Regions from separate parts of the Oryzias latipes genome. Here region 1 is linked to region 2. Evidence: chromatin contacts called from public Hi-C data. All regions are on one chromosome and are shown on one strand. Each heading gives the region's core, a stretch centred on a gene start, on an enhancer-like site or on the middle of the called end of the contact. The rest is flanking DNA. Distances are from core to core; before and after follow the strand shown.

Region 1 (4,757 bases), core at 2,244-4,743, 78 kb after region 2:
GGACCGGACGGAAAAGGAAAGAGGGGAAGAAGAGAGAGGGACGTTAGAGAGAGGGGGGGGTAGGAGGGTGATAATAGGAGGGGAAGGGGGGTAAGACCATGAAGCAGCATAGAGCAGACAGGTTTACTGGTTGTTTATCGTTACGGTACGGTTCAAATGTAGTACAAAAAGGGCGGGGCCTGTACACACACACTCAAATATTATCAACACACCTGCTAGCCGCAAAAATGTCCACATGTCAACATGCACACAAAACAGATAGTGTTCACGAACGCATACCTATGCCTTTAAACCAACTAGTGTGAAATCTTTCATTCATTCAATCATGCAAACTATTAGTGCAAAGGTGAGCTAACACCTGTGCTCAGGTGAGTGTTTATGTTCTTCTAAAATGGATGGTGGAATGTGAAAAGAAGGAGGAGGAGCGCCCAGCCACCCCCACCCCCAGTTTTAATGTTTTTAATACCTCGCAGCCAAAAAATGAAAAAAATGTGAAAACAGTTTCACTGAAAAATTCCTAGGTTAAGGGAATTGATAACTAACCATCTGGGGGCTCAGGATTATTCATGGGTTAACTCATAAATTCGTTTTTTATGCAAAACTAATCACTAAGTAAAGAGGAAGTAACTTCATCCACACAGATTTCTAACTTTCAGCGTTCAGATTTCAGGTTTATTCTCCTAAATATTGACACTTTACTGAATGAGTTCTATTAGTGATTTATCTGTTTAAAGCTACTAAGTTGCCTAGGAAGGAAAGATGTGATTTGTTAACAGCTAAATTCTAATTTTGTGTCCCTAGTGCAGGTGATCTGCACATTTGCATTCATTTAAAAAAAAAAGAAGCAGCTCTGATTTAGAATTGCAGTTACAACATTTTAAACCTGAATTTTTTTTCATTTTTTGGGAGTCAGCAGAAGAAATGTATCCAGGATGCATCAGGATCAGGGGTCTGAAGCCTTTTATGCTTTTGGCTTTTTGTTCCGCTTTCTTCCCGAACAAAACCCAGCAAAAGCTGGAATGTCCCAAGGTTTAGAAAAATACACTAATTGTGTTTTTGTGGCCATTACGCCATTCATTTATGAAATTTACCTTATAAATATTTACAATAATTAAATTGCATTACTTTTGATACAATAGATAAAATATTTTACATCATTTTGCTTAGATATCTGACATGTACATTTTGGAGGAATGGTAAAGCTCTCACCTCTTGATTTACTGTAATGTCAACAGTGGTAAAAGAAAAAAAAACTGTTAATCTTTACTCGTGTACCTATGTTTAAAATTTTAAAGATAAATGACACAATGTAACTAGTAAACCTATTATTTATTTGGATGGTTGATATTTTTCTTCAAAGCCGAAGAGCCACAGATAAAAGTGTCCCATGTGGCTCTGGATCCTGAGGTTGCAGACCCCTGATCTAGATGATTGTGTAGTCACACAAATGCAATAAAAAATTGAATTTCAAATTAAATCACAAGTAATTATCAACTAAATACAATTAGGCCTTGCAGAAATAGCTCGAGTCCAAAATCTAAAACTATGGGGGAAGTGTGACGTCATAGATTAGAACAGTTCTCATGTTTTAATCTTTTGTTGTTTCCACATTATGTTTGCTGTAAATTGGATCCTAAGTGCTATAATATGTCCCCTTTTATTTAGCCCTTGTGCTATCCTAGGCACTTTAACACTGGGAGTGGGGTCATCTGGACCCCACAAGACTGTGCGCTGAACCTTTTGTCTTCAATGATTTGTGATCTTCACTGGTGTCCATGGATGACATGAAATACTCTTCACCTTTATCCACCTTTGTCATGGTTGGAATAACACGTCAATGTAAGGGTGGGGTCATAGGATAGCAGAAGGGTTAAAAAAAGTGTTTTTTTTGCTGCAGATTTGTAATTTGATGAATCCCTCATCCTCCACTACGGATTGCTCTCATCACAGGTTTCAGTCCTTTTTGCAGAGAAATACAGAAGGAAGAGGAAGAACTGGAGGCAGCCACACCATAGGAAGCAAAGGGAATCTTATTTTAATCATAACTTCGGATCATAGTTTCATCCAGGGGAGGAGGACTCTGGGAATGTGTACATAATCTCCAGTGAAGAAACAGTTGCTAATCTACCGTGTTATTTTTCTCCTGATGTGTTACAAAGGTCTCTGCCGTCTGTCTGTCTCCTGTGTGTATTTGAATGTAGTCACGCTGATGTCAAGGCACTAAAACGAAAGCATGGCACATCCCTACGCAATGCAGGTGTTACACTGTACATATGTACCAATATGAATAAGTTATTTTTCGCATGCTTTTGTACTTCTAAACATTGAGTACAATAAAAAAAATAAAAAGAAGTAGAAACTTCTGTTGTTATCGTACCTCTTTTATTGACTTAATGGCATGTGTGCGCTGGGTGGGACGCATCATGGCATATCCAAACACAGACTCGACAATGACTTGCATGAACACAGTGTGTCATGGACATTTAAAGTGGTGGAGGTTACACCCACAGAATGAACAAATGTAAACAAAGAAACACCTAAAAAAGTACACACACAGAGGGGCTCTGTAGTAGCTCTTTAGAGTCACACAGTGGGGTGATGAGGATGGATGAAGACGCTCTGAGAAAGGACATCTGACAGAGTTCCTTTATTGCCCAGGAGTCTATTCATTTTGTGAGTTGAGTCTTTGGTTCCCCTGTGCTACATCTTATAAAGCAACTTGTTTGCTCCCAGGTCATTTCTTTGCAAGAACAGCAAACGGCCAATGCGTCAGCAATCTTATTTTCTTGGCTTTATTGCTTAAAAAAAAAAAAATGCTGGCTATTCCGATGTCTTGATGCTTCCTGTGTCCAAATCTGGATCCTGCAGGACAGAAATCAAAACCAGACAGAATTACTTTTTTTTTTTTTTTTAGATCTTTAGTATCACGTGATGGAACGCTCAAGCAAACAAACAGACAAACAAAAATACAAATAAAGCGAAAGAGCTTTACTGTCTAAGCTTCATTACACACTCACGTTGGTCTTGTCTTTGCGTCGCACTTGTCTTGCATTTGCTTCAAGGGTGTAATAGACAGATGAGCCTAAACCACGCAATTCCTGCTGTAGATAAAAAATGTTCTACCTGTTTTAGTTAAAGGGGATGCTTTGGGTGCAGACGCAGGATTTATCCAGTCTCAGATTATAAAATTGTACCACCCTAAACTCAGAGGGCCACACACCAAATTTTTTTGTTTGTTTGTTCTGTTTTTGTAACATGTCCTGTCCAGGAGCTGAGCAAACAGATCAGAGCTGAAGGCCTCTTGTGTTGGACAGATTTTACTTTTTTAATAGGGGCATATGATTTTTCAGACACACAAGGTGTTTATTTGAATAAACCCCTTTGGTATTTGAAGCTAAACTTTATTCATATTAATCATGTGTGCAGGCATTTCTTGTTGGACCGGATGAAAAACAGAAGGGAGAAGGACATAGAGGGATGTTAAGAGATGGGGATAAGGCTACAAAAGAAGGGGGAGAAAAAGGGGGTTAAGGAAGTTGGAGAAGCAGTACGAGGGGGTAGAATCACAAAAAGAGGCAACAAATTGCTGGAACTTTATCATCATGCTAGTCTAGTGTAGGGCCTGTCCAAAGACACGCTCAAACACTAACATACCTGTTGGCTCCTAAAGTCTTCTCACACAAACATGGCAACACATTCCCAATACCAATACACCTCACACACACATACTTGTGTATACACACAAACACGTCAAGCATATATCATTCTGTCATGCACACTGTTTGAGCAAAATGAGCTGGTACCTGTGCTCGGATGAGTATGCGTGTTCTACTGTGGTGGATGATGGAATGTAAATAGAGGAGGATAGACCGGCCCCCCCCACACCGAGACCCCCCCACCAAAGCAGCAGTGGGCAACCAGGCTCCCCCACTGTTTGGAATTTTGAAGAGGCCCAGTGCTCAGAGGCAAAGGCCAGAACCAACACCACAGGGACACAGACACCCTCAGACTCAGATGTGATTCCTTGCTAATGGCCTAGCCAGACAACTCAGGGATCCATGTCCCTCTGTGGATAGAGGGCCATGCCATGGTACGGGACGAGAAGATCAGTAGCTCCACCTTCCTTGTCTAATGCGTGTGTGTGTGTGTGTGTGTGTGTGTGTGTGTGTGTGTGTGTGTGTGTGTGTGTGTGTGTGTGTGTGTGTGTTGGAGTGTATAATGTGATAGGGGCCTTACGCGATCTTAATATTTTAGGAACAAAGACGAACCCAACTCTGTTGCCTATTGATTTCTATTTTTAGGTATTTGGTGCCAAAATCCAAATATGTTCAAACAGAGAAAATTCCATGTTGGTGATTAACCAATGTCTATCTGGAAGCACGGTGCACTTCTGCTGCCATCTTGTGTTTAAACAGAAAAAAGTCTGTGATGGAACTCACCTGTGCAGCTGTGTCTGTGTATTTGAACTTCATGTTTTTGTAAAAGTCTCTTCTTGGGAGCACATACAGCAGCACTAAGTCACAAACTACAGTTGCCTGAAAGGACAAAGAGGAAACATTCACTTCTCATTGATTACATCGATGACAATTGAAACAATTTTGTGTTAAACATACCACTCCAAAAATTCCCACTCCAGAACCTATGGCAGTCAGGGTTGGAATGATATCAAATTTCCGTCCCTGCAAAAATCAATTTACCGTGAGTTAAAAAAACAACAACTTTTATTTGTCAGTTATTTATAGGTATAAAATAAAAAT
Region 2 (4,746 bases), core at 999-3,498:
AACAACAACAACGACTAGGCACTGTAGATTGTCAAAAGTGAGCCCATTTAGATTTTCAGCAAAATATTTCATAACTTGAAGAAATACTTTTTTTTCATTTTAGGAAAGCAATGATGCATCATCATGACTAATTTATTTATAAAGCACCTTCCACCACCAGCCAAGGAGGCCCAAAATGCTGTACACAGGAGGAACAAAACGTACGATCATAAAACATAAAATAATAGAAACATAAAACCAAATGAAGACAATGTAAAGACATGAATAGAAGAAAAAGCATAAAAGCAATTTAAAACAGAGATTAAAACCAGCATAATAGGGCTAGGCTGATGCTTAAATGCTGAAATGCAGAAACAATTATTAAAACTCTTTAAGAGTGTGATCCCTCTAATTGTCGGTGGCAACTGATCCATAGTTTAGGAACCAACACAGCTATAACCTATATTAGGTTCTGGGAACCATTAACGCAAACTGGTTGGTGGAGCGCAACGACTTTAGGGGGAAATATTTTAAAAGCAGACTGAAGAGGTAAGACGGTGATGTACCTGGCAAGGACTTATAAGTAAAGACCAGAATTTTAACAAAAAGCAAATATTGCTGTAGCAGCCAGTTCAAAGAGACCAAGATTGGTGTTTTGTGGTCAAACTTCTTTGCCCTACAAATAAATTTGACTGCTGGATTTTGGAACAGCTGCAGCCTGGCTATTGAAGCCTTTGGTAACCCAGCATACAAAGAATTTCAATAATTTAGTCTGGCAACGCAAAGGCATGGGTGACAATTTCAGATGTTGCATCTGATAAAAGCAGGACCTAGTCAGTGTTTATTTGGAGGTCGACCTGCATCAAGTTTAAAATCCAGGTTTGTCACCACAGACTGTTCAAAGGGGGCAAAAGAGAGGAGATCAAAACCATGATCTTTTCAACCACTAGGGGTTAAACACAATTACCTTAGTTTTGCGTTCATTTAGGCCAAGAAAGTTAGCCGACATCCACTACCTAACATCAGCAGTTGGGCCCCTTACATGTTGGCAGTCGACGGCATAAAGGTGAAAGTTCGCCTAATGCTTTCGAAACAGCATTCCCAGTGGCAGCAAGTAAATAAACAGCAGGCAAATTATGTAACATCATATATTCAAGATTATGTTTGGCATCATGTAGAAACATTTCCAGAAGCAACCAGACTCATGTCATCCCTAAAACACAGCTGCTTTCTGAAAATAACTTCTGGTGGAAGTTCTCCTGAACACGAAAACTCGACTTCAGTCTGTGTTTCAAGGGATTTTTCAGATTCATTTTGGATGAAACTCAACCATCGAGACAACGATCCTGGTCTGATAAAAATATTTCCCGAAGAAAACACTTAAAAGTTTAATTACCTTTGAGGACACTGTAAATAGAAAAAGGAGAAAGGTCAGCCACCTTGGTGGCTGATGAACTGTTTGAGGTTGTAAAGTTCCATTCCAATCCTCTTCTGATCTGTTCTAAAATTGTCTTTTAATTATGATTATGCAGTCTTTAGCCCAAATCAAAAACCCCAAGTCGTCTTAGGACATAGCAGCAGCAGTTCATCAGAAAATCCCCTCTTTGATGGAGGGGGCGGGGCGTTGTCACTGAGTAAACTTGCTCCCTTCTCATCAGTCATCTGTTTACATGCCCTCCTGCTAGCTTACAGCCCCTCACACCCCCAACCTAACATTACTGGGGCATAAAAATAAAAAGTAGCAAGCAATATTGGATCTATTTGTGTGCAGTGCAAAACAACACAATTTTTGTGGAGGTGGGTCTTTCAGGGATTTTCTGGAATAGGTTTTTCTAATCTATAATTGTATGCTTAGCATGAAGATAAACATGTGTGAACACACATGGGGGAGGCTGGTTTCTCTTGAATGAGGGAGAGGTTCATATGTTTTTGAAACGCACATAGAATAAAACAGCCATCGGTTGTTCATTCTGTCGATGAAATCTAAATAATAAACAGGAAATTTGGATAAAACAGAATAAAAATGCACTTTGTAAATTTCAATTAAGAGATTGCATTAATCTGATGTGCTGTAACATCAATAAAGCATCAAAAGTTCATGTTATGCTGCTTGATGGTTTTAAGGAGAGATTTTAAGGACGACCAGCAGAGGCGCCAGCTGCACTGAACACACGAGAGTCTTTCGCTGGAGGCGAAACTTAAAAGATCCCACTTGTGGCACGTGTGATTCTTAAACCCAGATTGGAGCCATGATATCTATAAAACCTTCCCTGAAAAAATGCGCGGTGCGCTCTGACGAACCAAGCCCCAGAGGTACCACTGCGTAAAACGGGCGGATCTTAGGACCCGTGGATGCATCCGCGGCAGAATAATAAAAGTTGGGATGTGTGAGCTGTCGACAAAGCAGTCTGTGTCAAAGTGTGTGTGCAGCCGGTTCCTCCTCCGCGGCTGTGAGCAGACTGCGGCAGCAGCCAGCTGCGCAGCTGGGCTGCGTTCACGTGCAGGAGGAGGAGTGTGCACTCTGTCCGCGGTTTCCGGAAGAGAGGGTGTGAAACATGGGACGTGTCTCGGGTCAGCAGCTGATCCTCCCTCACACCTAAACAAGCAGCTGCCTCCCGGACTGTACGGCTGAACGGCCCGCTGGAGAGGGGGTAGCAGAGGAGCGACGCGCATCCAAACGGGACATCCCTCCCCGGGAGTGGAACACTGAAGGGGCTCGATTGGGTGAGTGAAACTTTTAAAAATAATCCAAACCCCGCTGTTGGCGTTTTTCCTGGTGGTGGTGTTTGGGAAGTGAAGCTGGAAATGTGGCTGCGCGCAGCGGATGGATCTGTGCGCGCGGGCATGCTGGCCGTGTTTTATTGATGCTCGCTCGCGGCTGCAAAGGGGGATGCTCTGCAGTTTGTTGCGCTGCGCCACGGAGCTGCAGGCTGCACGGACGAGGAGCACGCGCACACGACGAGCCGTGGATCCTGAGCGGATGCTGCAAAGCTTTGCTGACATGTGGGAATTCTGGGCCCGGCAGGTGGCTCCTGATCCGGAATACAGGAGTGAGATCTCCACACACCTGATCTACTGACCAAACACATTTATATGGTTTCTGCGTGAAGTTTGGGAAAAGATCTGCTCGGTCTCTTTTTGTGAAACCACTAAACCAGAACACTTGTCCTCCACATAGCTGACTTTGCTGTTAAAGTCCTCACTTATTTAGTTCCTGTTTTTGTCATTGTTCCGTTTTTTCTCCCTCCTCGTTGTAGACTGAACTTGGTGAAAAGAATTACGGTGCATTTTTGGAATATTTCCTCCCAGACTGACGGGCGGACCAACCGGCTCACTGTAGCGTGCGTTGTGGCTCGAAGCCAAGGCAACCAGGTTGGCACAAGGACTGCTTGAGTGCCCTCAAGTCAGTTTGTAAAAGGAGTTCTGCAGAATTGGCTGCAGAATGTGTCGCAACAGCGCGCATGTTTTTTAGACTTTAGCTGCTCATGGGGGCTTTTTTTTTTATTTTTGTTTTATATGCAGACAAGTTACCATAAATGGGCAGACAGAGAGAGATGGAAAAAAGAAAACGTTTGGTGACGTGACTTGTGCATATTTTGTCATGCTGGCTGTTTATTTATGTATTTAAAATTATTTTTGGGTTTCTTTATGCAAGAAGTGCAACAATCTAATTTTTTGTGTGCCATATGTGACCTTTGGTGACCCACAGTAAAAGAGGATTATGAAAAACTCAAATTTTTTTTTACTCTGGGAAAACTATAAATTTTTTTAACCCACTATGTTACCATTTGGGGTCACTAGGTCACTGGTGCCTATCTGATTGCTGAAAGGTGAGGGTGGTAAATTGTCTATATTTATATAGCAATTTGCTTCCTTCATCAAAGGCCTAAAGTGCTTTCCAGTCACAGTCCCATTCCCCCATGCACACACACATTGACACACTGTTCAGTGTCTTGCATTGGCGGCAGTGGCTCTGGCGGTTGAGCATGTCGGCCAATGATCGAAGGGTAGACTGTTGTGTCCTTGGGCAACATACCCCACCCTCCCTGCCTCCAGTGTGGCTCCACTGGCTTGTGAATGTGTATGAACATCCCGGTGACGGTTAGATGGGCAGTTGGCGCAAACTGGCAGCCACGCCTCAGTCAGTCTGCCTCAGGGTTATGTTTAAATACCTTACATGTTTCGAGTCATCCAAATTATTATTATTATTATTATTATTGGTCAAGGACACAGGCAGAGCGGGAATTGAATCTGTGATCTTCTGATCAGAGGTTGACCGCTCTACCTCTGCACCATGGCCGGCATATTTCCCAGAGGGCAATAGGTGGCTCAAAAGTGATGAGGGCAGAGGCAACAGTGCAACTGTTTTTCTGGTTTGGCTGTATTATGCTCTTCATGTTTACAGAGCGTGAACATCTGTTCTATTTGTTTTATGAAACACAGCTTCACTTTTGGCCTCCTGTCACTTTCCATTTTATCCACTAACTGGTGGATAAAATGGAAACTAGCTACATGGAATTGCAAGGAATTGGGATAAATCCTATTTTCTTTTCTGTTCTTTGTTTTAGATTCAGCAAATTCTCATGTTTGTTGCATACATTCTGCAGAATTGTGCCTGGTGTATTTGTTCTCATGATGTGCAAGGCAGGTTGAATCATAATGCTTTCAGATCAGCCTAAAAAAAACCTTCGTGGCTGACCTTTGTACACAGAAGTGATTTTATTCTTTGGATGAAGCTTTTATTCTGAAAGGAAAAGTTCAGGCATA

The links. A called contact is a pair of places that touch in the nucleus more often than the background predicts.
Region 1: a Hi-C map of gastrula embryo shows a contact between it and region 2, with 1.7 times the contacts expected there. The contact joins the enhancer-like site here to the promoter of camkk1 in region 2. A contact is called at or near these places in 5 of 5 Hi-C or Micro-C datasets (embryo, fibroblasts and gastrula embryo).

What each region holds. Positions count from the first base shown.
Region 1 is chr14:21,203,613-21,208,369 of ASM223467v1, forward strand. It overlaps p2rx1 (P2X purinoceptor 1), which reads right to left. Exons shown (of 14, transcript XM_004076615.4): 11 at 4,614-4,679; 12 at 4,440-4,535; 13 at 3,018-3,101; 14 at 2,364-2,862. The coding sequence ends at 2,821. Among protein-coding and RNA genes, the nearest start is that of p2rx1, 17 kb to the right of the region's middle. Within about 2 kb of position 3,494, at least 2 of the 8 cell types and tissues checked have an H3K27ac peak or open chromatin away from gene starts, as enhancers often do. A contact at or near this core is called in gastrula embryo, where this site is marked.
Region 2 is chr14:21,126,582-21,131,327 of ASM223467v1, forward strand. camkk1 (calcium/calmodulin-dependent protein kinase kinase 1) reads left to right here and starts at 2,249. Exons shown (of 16, transcript XM_020709044.2): 1 at 2,249-2,703.